Regions from separate parts of the Mus musculus genome. Here region 2 is linked to region 1. The links are chromatin contacts, called in public HiChIP or PLAC-seq maps. All regions are on one chromosome and are shown on one strand. Each heading gives the region's core, a stretch centred on a gene start, on an enhancer-like site or on the middle of the called end of the contact. The rest is flanking DNA. Distances are from core to core; before and after follow the strand shown. Region 1 overlaps B3gnt2 (UDP-GlcNAc:betaGal beta-1,3-N-acetylglucosaminyltransferase 2). Region 2 holds the start of Zrsr1 (zinc finger (CCCH type), RNA binding motif and serine/arginine rich 1).

Region 1 (2,724 bases), core at 127-2,626:
CATGACAGCTGTGACAGATTTTAATAATCTGCCGGACAGATTTAAAGACTTTCTCTTGTATTTGAGATGCCGGAATTACTCGCTGCTTATAGATCAACCGAAGAAATGTGCAAAGAAGCCCTTCTTACTATTGGCGATAAAGTCCCTCATTCCACATTTTGCCAGAAGGCAAGCAATTCGGGAGTCTTGGGGCCGAGAAACCAACGTAGGGAACCAGACAGTAGTGAGGGTCTTCCTGTTGGGCAAGACACCCCCAGAGGACAACCACCCTGACCTTTCGGACATGCTTAAGTTTGAGAGTGACAAGCACCAGGACATCCTCATGTGGAACTATAGAGACACATTCTTCAACCTGTCCCTGAAGGAAGTGCTGTTTCTTAGGTGGGTGAGCACTTCCTGTCCAGACGCAGAGTTTGTCTTCAAGGGCGATGATGACGTGTTTGTGAACACCCATCACATCCTTAATTACTTGAATAGCTTATCCAAGAGCAAAGCCAAAGACTTGTTCATAGGTGACGTGATCCACAATGCTGGGCCTCACCGGGATAAGAAACTGAAGTACTACATCCCAGAAGTCTTCTACACCGGCGTCTACCCACCGTATGCCGGGGGTGGTGGATTCCTGTACTCCGGCCCCCTTGCCTTGAGGCTGTACAGTGCGACTAGCCGGGTCCATCTCTACCCTATTGATGATGTTTATACGGGAATGTGCCTTCAGAAACTGGGCCTTGTTCCAGAGAAGCACAAAGGCTTCAGGACATTTGATATTGAAGAGAAAAATAAGAAAAATATTTGTTCCTATATAGACCTAATGTTAGTACATAGCAGAAAACCTCAAGAGATGATTGATATCTGGTCTCAGTTGCAAAGTCCTAATTTAAAATGCTGAAATAGACATGAGCTGCATTTCACAGAAAGGCCTAGCCTGACTAGTTCCCATGGTGTGCTCTCACAATAGGTGAGTTCTGTGTGAGGCTATTAGCCTTCATGAGCAGGTAGCCCCTGGGCTCCCAAGCCCTCAGTCCTTCCCTTGCCTTGTGAAGAGGGAAGGCTGAAGACAGCTCAGCATGGCAGGGTGAGTGGTTATGACCCTTCCTCTGGCTGCCGGTCCTCAGTTTCTAATTTGTTTTCTTTCTCCTCCACAATTATGTATGTATGTGTGTATATATGTGTGTGTGTACATACATACATATATATATATGTAGGACACAACCTGGTGGCTTTGTGAAATGGAATTCTATGTATTTTCATAAGATTTTGAAAGTTGTCTAGAAAGTAGACTGATGTCAATCTCCCGTCACCCAGCAGTATTGTCCTTGTTACTAGAAACCGTTACTTCCTTTATGCAAGGAAAGCCACGCAGTGCGTGTAGTTCATCTTGTCAGGGCTTATGGCCATGAGGACAGAGGGGATTTTCTTTTTACTTGTGTTTGGTTTCCTGGGTGGCATCATGGTAGTTAACCTATTTTTAGTATTTGAAGATCATGAGTGTGATTCCCTAATGGCCAACTGGAGACTGAGTAGCCCGACAGCCATGGGTCTGTGAGTGTTCAGAGACTGGGAAGCATTCGCCACTTCTGAGCTTTGGACGTGATTAGTCAGTTAAAACCCCAAGATTCTATTCTTGCCATATTATCACGTATTCCTTAGATAAAATTCTGGGTAGTGACACTTCCCTGTCTCAGTGTAGAAGTGCCTGTGCTTTTATTTATTGTTCAGATCAAACACCAAAACATTTTCTTAAAAAATATTTTGTGTAATATTTTATTTGTATACAGTGTTTGTGAAATATTTAACTAGAGCATGATATTTTATTTTTTCTCATTTTTAATTCTTTGAGAATTTCATACAATGTGTTTTGATTGTATTCACCTCCCCATCTCCTCCCAGATCCAGCATGATGTTTTAAATGTTAAGCTGTAACATGTTAGATAAAGTTAACTCTTATTTTTGAATTTTAAAATTTGGATGGGGGGGTATGAACTGCTAGAGAAAATAAAGTTCTGCCAAAATATTGCATATACTAGTATCTTGTAACATGCTTTCTTGAAATATTTTTGTGCTTTAGAGGGTTCTCACCTGTGCTACAGGGGACTGGGAAAAAGTGGAAATAAAGTGATTGTATTTTTTAATCATCACGTATAATAAGTGATACTCTTTCTGTTCTTGTTTCCCTGTGTTTCATGACATTCTCCCTGGGCTATCTTTCCCAGAAACCATTACAGTCATCATTATATTAACAGTCTGTGTCCGTGGGTTAGCCATCACTGCATCTGTAGTCTTAAAAGCACTTCCCACCTATGTGTGTCTTCCTGAGAGCTGTGCCATCTGGTTTTTTTTGTTTCTGTTTTTGATTTGAGGGGGTCTCTATGGGGTCCTGGCTGTCCTGGGGCTCAGTATGTTGACCAATCTGGCCTGGAATTCCTAGAGCTGCTCCTCCCTCTACCTCCATTGTGATGATGGAATTGAAGACATGCATTCCAGCTATAAAGCACCTGGACCCCCACATCCCAAGCGTCTGCAAGAAGGACCCAGGCATTTCCAACCACGGGTTGCACTTCTTTCTCGACCTGTCAACTAATATACACCTTCATGCCCTTCCTCCAAGGCCTCCCTGAGATCGACCAAACCATTTTACTGACTTGACCCAGACCAAGAAACCCTGGTGTGCAGCACCCATGTCTGCTGCCTGTCTTTATGAAAGGTATACAAAGTAGAAACTCC
Region 2 (2,724 bases), core at 77-2,576, 140 kb before region 1:
GAGCCATTTTCTGCCGACGTTTCTTGCGTTTCTCCTTCTTCATTGCCGCCTTGTATTGTTTTCGGCTGAGTTTCTCAGGAATCGCGGTCTGCCGTGATGCCATTTTACCGCAGAGCGGGGGGGGGGGGGGGGGGGGGGGGGGGGGGGGGGGGGGCTCTTCCCGGATCTCGCGATAATCTCTTTTTCTCACGCTGTGGATTGAAAATGTCGCCCGCTGCTAAGTTGTTCTGCTGTTTAATGTTCGTTACCTTCCTGGACAGCAACTTCAGGGTGGCACCATTCAGCCCAGTTGACTTTCCTTTCCACCAGCCTAGAAAGCTTGAACCAGCTGAGTCACCGGCGTGTTTGCGCAATGCAGCAACCAGTAGTTGAATGTGCGCATGCGCAGTCGAAGGCCAGTGTTTGCGTTGGAATGTGGGCTGTACCGCCTACCTGCGCAGTCACTCGGTTATCCGCAGTACGTAGGCCTGCCTGCGCAGTTATCCGGTTATCCGTGGTACTGCCAGCCTGCGCAATTACCCGGTTATCCAGTTACCCGTGATAAAGCCTATCCGTGCAGTTACCCGGTTGTCCGGTTATCCGTGGCACAGCCTGCCTGCGCAGTGACCCGATTATCCAGTTATCCCACGCAGTTACCCACTTATCCGTGGTAGGCCTGCGCAGTTACCCAGTTTTCGGAGGTACGGATGGTCTGCGCAGTTACCCGATTATCCAGTTATCCGCAGTACGGCCTGCCTGGGCAGTCACCCGGTTATCCGTTTATCCGCAGTACATAGGCCTGCCCATGCAGTTACCCGGCCGGGCCGGTATGGCCGGCTTGCGCAGTTATCCGTCTATCCAGTTATCCGTGGTATGGCCTGCCTGCGCAGTTACCCAATTATCTGTGGGGCGGCCGCAGTTACCAATTATCCGCGATTATCCGTGGTACAGCCAGCCTGCGCAGTTACCTGGCTATCCGCAGTACGGCCTGCCTGCGCAGTTACCCAGGTATCCGTGGTTATCTGTGGTACGGCCAGCCTATGCAGTTACTGGTTATGCATGGCACAGCTGGCCTGTGCAGTTACCCGGTTATCCGCTTTAAGGCCAGCCTCCGTGGCATGGCCGGCCTGCGCAGTTACCTGGTTATCCGTAGTATGATCAGCCTACGTAGTTACCCGGTTATCCATGGTACAGCTGGAACAGTGGTTATCTGCCTTACCGACCGGCCTGCGCAGTTGCGGGTGGTTATCTGCAGTACGGTCCGCCTGCGCAGTCATCCAGGTATCTGCAGTTATCCGCAGTATGTCTGATCTGCGCAGTTACCCTGTAATCTGCAGTTACGTCTTTACTCCGGGAAAGGCAGGCCTGCGCAGTACGATTTACTGCTTTTTTTGTCTCCGCCCCCTGCAGTGGGAGTGCTCCTGCAGTAAGAATGCTCAGCCCTGAGCCGGGGCAGGCTTGTCTCACTGCAGGGCACCCCTCCATGCCGGTGCTGGCAGCTCACCTTCCCGGGCTTGTTTATGTGGGTGCTGGGAATAGAAATTAAGTTCTTATATTTGTTTGTCAAGGGCTTTACCAGGTAAACCGTTTTTCTGGCTTCAGCTCCTCACTCTTGTGGAAAGTAAGGGGTTTTGGTTTTGTTGTTGTTTTGTTTTTTAAATATTGAATGTGGGCCTGGTGTGGTGTCGCACGCCTTTAATCCCAGCACTCGGGAGGCAAAGGCAGGCGGATTTCTGAGTTCGAGGCCAGCCTGGTCTACAGTGTGAGTTCCAGGACAGCCAGGGCTACACAGAGAAACCCTGTCTCGAAAAACCAAGGGAATAAAAAATTGAATGTGTTTTGTTTTTTGCAAACACATTCCTTTCATTTGTTCTGTAATGTAGTTTTGTGGGGTATTCACCAGAGAAGACTGCTCAGACAAGTGTTTAAGCCAAGAAAAAAATCTTTTATTTTTGTTTGTTTGTTTGTTTGTTTTTTCAGAGACAAGGGTTTTACTGTGTAGCTGTGGCTGTCCTGGAACTTGCTCTGTAGACTAGACTGGCCTTGCATCATGCTATGTTTAGGTATGATCCCCATAGGCTCTTATGCTTGCACAAGCCTATAGGGGCCAGGGAGTAGAATGTGATGGTTTGTATAGGGAGTGGCACTGTTAGAAGCTGTGGCCTTGCTGGAGTAAGTGTGTCATTGGCTTTAAGACCCACATCCTAGATGCCTGGAAGCTAGTCTTCTAGCAGCTTTCAGATGAAGATGTCAGACTCTCAGCTCTTCCTGCACCATGCCTGTGTGCTACCGTGTTCCTGCCTTGATGGTAATGGACTGAACCTCTGAATCTGTAAGCCAGCCCTAGTTAAATGTTGTCCTTTATAAGACTTGCCTTGGTCATGGTGTCTATTCACAGCAGTAAAACCCTAACTAAGAAGAAAGCTCTGCCTGCCTCTGTGTCACAAGAAAGAAGGTAGATACCTGTGTATAGCAAAAGTTATATTTTATGCTGAGGGTCATCATACAAGGTTCACACTTTAAATTTCTAAATATGGTCCTAAGTCTTTATCCCCAAGGTGCTCACCTGTGTGATGTATCTTAGCTGGAGGTCAGGTCCAGTCTTACAGAAGTCTCTGATTTGAGGGTCAGGATCCTGGGGAGACTGTCCAGCCACAGGGTTCATCTAGGAGGTATCACTCCAGATATGCAGAGCAGTCCGCATCATGGGGTTTATACCTGTATCAGGTTCTCTTGAGTGTGTGA

Evidence for each region. HiChIP or PLAC-seq counts read pairs in DNA pulled down with a chosen protein or histone mark.
Region 2: an H3K4me3 HiChIP or PLAC-seq map of bone marrow-derived macrophages shows a contact between it and region 1, with 2.1 times the contacts expected there. The contact joins the promoter of Zrsr1 here to the enhancer-like site in region 1. A contact is called at or near these places in 14 of 39 promoter capture datasets (the 3T3-L1 cell line, the C10 cell line, the HPC-7 cell line and 8 more), 1 of 15 datasets of contacts at CTCF or cohesin (CD8 T cells), 10 of 484 Hi-C or Micro-C datasets (the C2C12 cell line, the G1E-ER4 cell line, adipose-derived mesenchymal stem cells and 7 more), 13 of 115 datasets of contacts at active chromatin or transcription factors (CD8 T cells, the HPC-7 cell line, the NIH/3T3 cell line and 7 more) and 4 of 9 other capture datasets (adipose tissue, liver, macrophages and 1 more).

What each region holds. Positions count from the first base shown.
Region 1 is chr11:22,834,158-22,836,881 of GRCm38.p6, reverse strand. It overlaps B3gnt2 (UDP-GlcNAc:betaGal beta-1,3-N-acetylglucosaminyltransferase 2), which reads left to right. Exons shown (of 2, transcript NM_016888.5): 2 at 1-2,143. The coding sequence ends at 889. Among named protein-coding and RNA genes, the nearest start is that of B3gnt2, 24 kb to the left of the region's middle. Within about 2 kb of position 1,376, at least 8 of the 459 cell types and tissues checked have an H3K27ac peak or open chromatin away from gene starts, as enhancers often do. A contact at or near this core is called in bone marrow-derived macrophages and olfactory sensory neurons, where this site is marked.
Region 2 is chr11:22,970,607-22,973,330 of GRCm38.p6, reverse strand. Zrsr1 (zinc finger (CCCH type), RNA binding motif and serine/arginine rich 1) reads right to left here and starts at 1,326. Exons shown (of 1, transcript NM_011663.3): 1 at 1-1,326. The coding sequence starts at 103. The region is part of intron 1 of Commd1 (COMM domain containing 1); the gene reads left to right.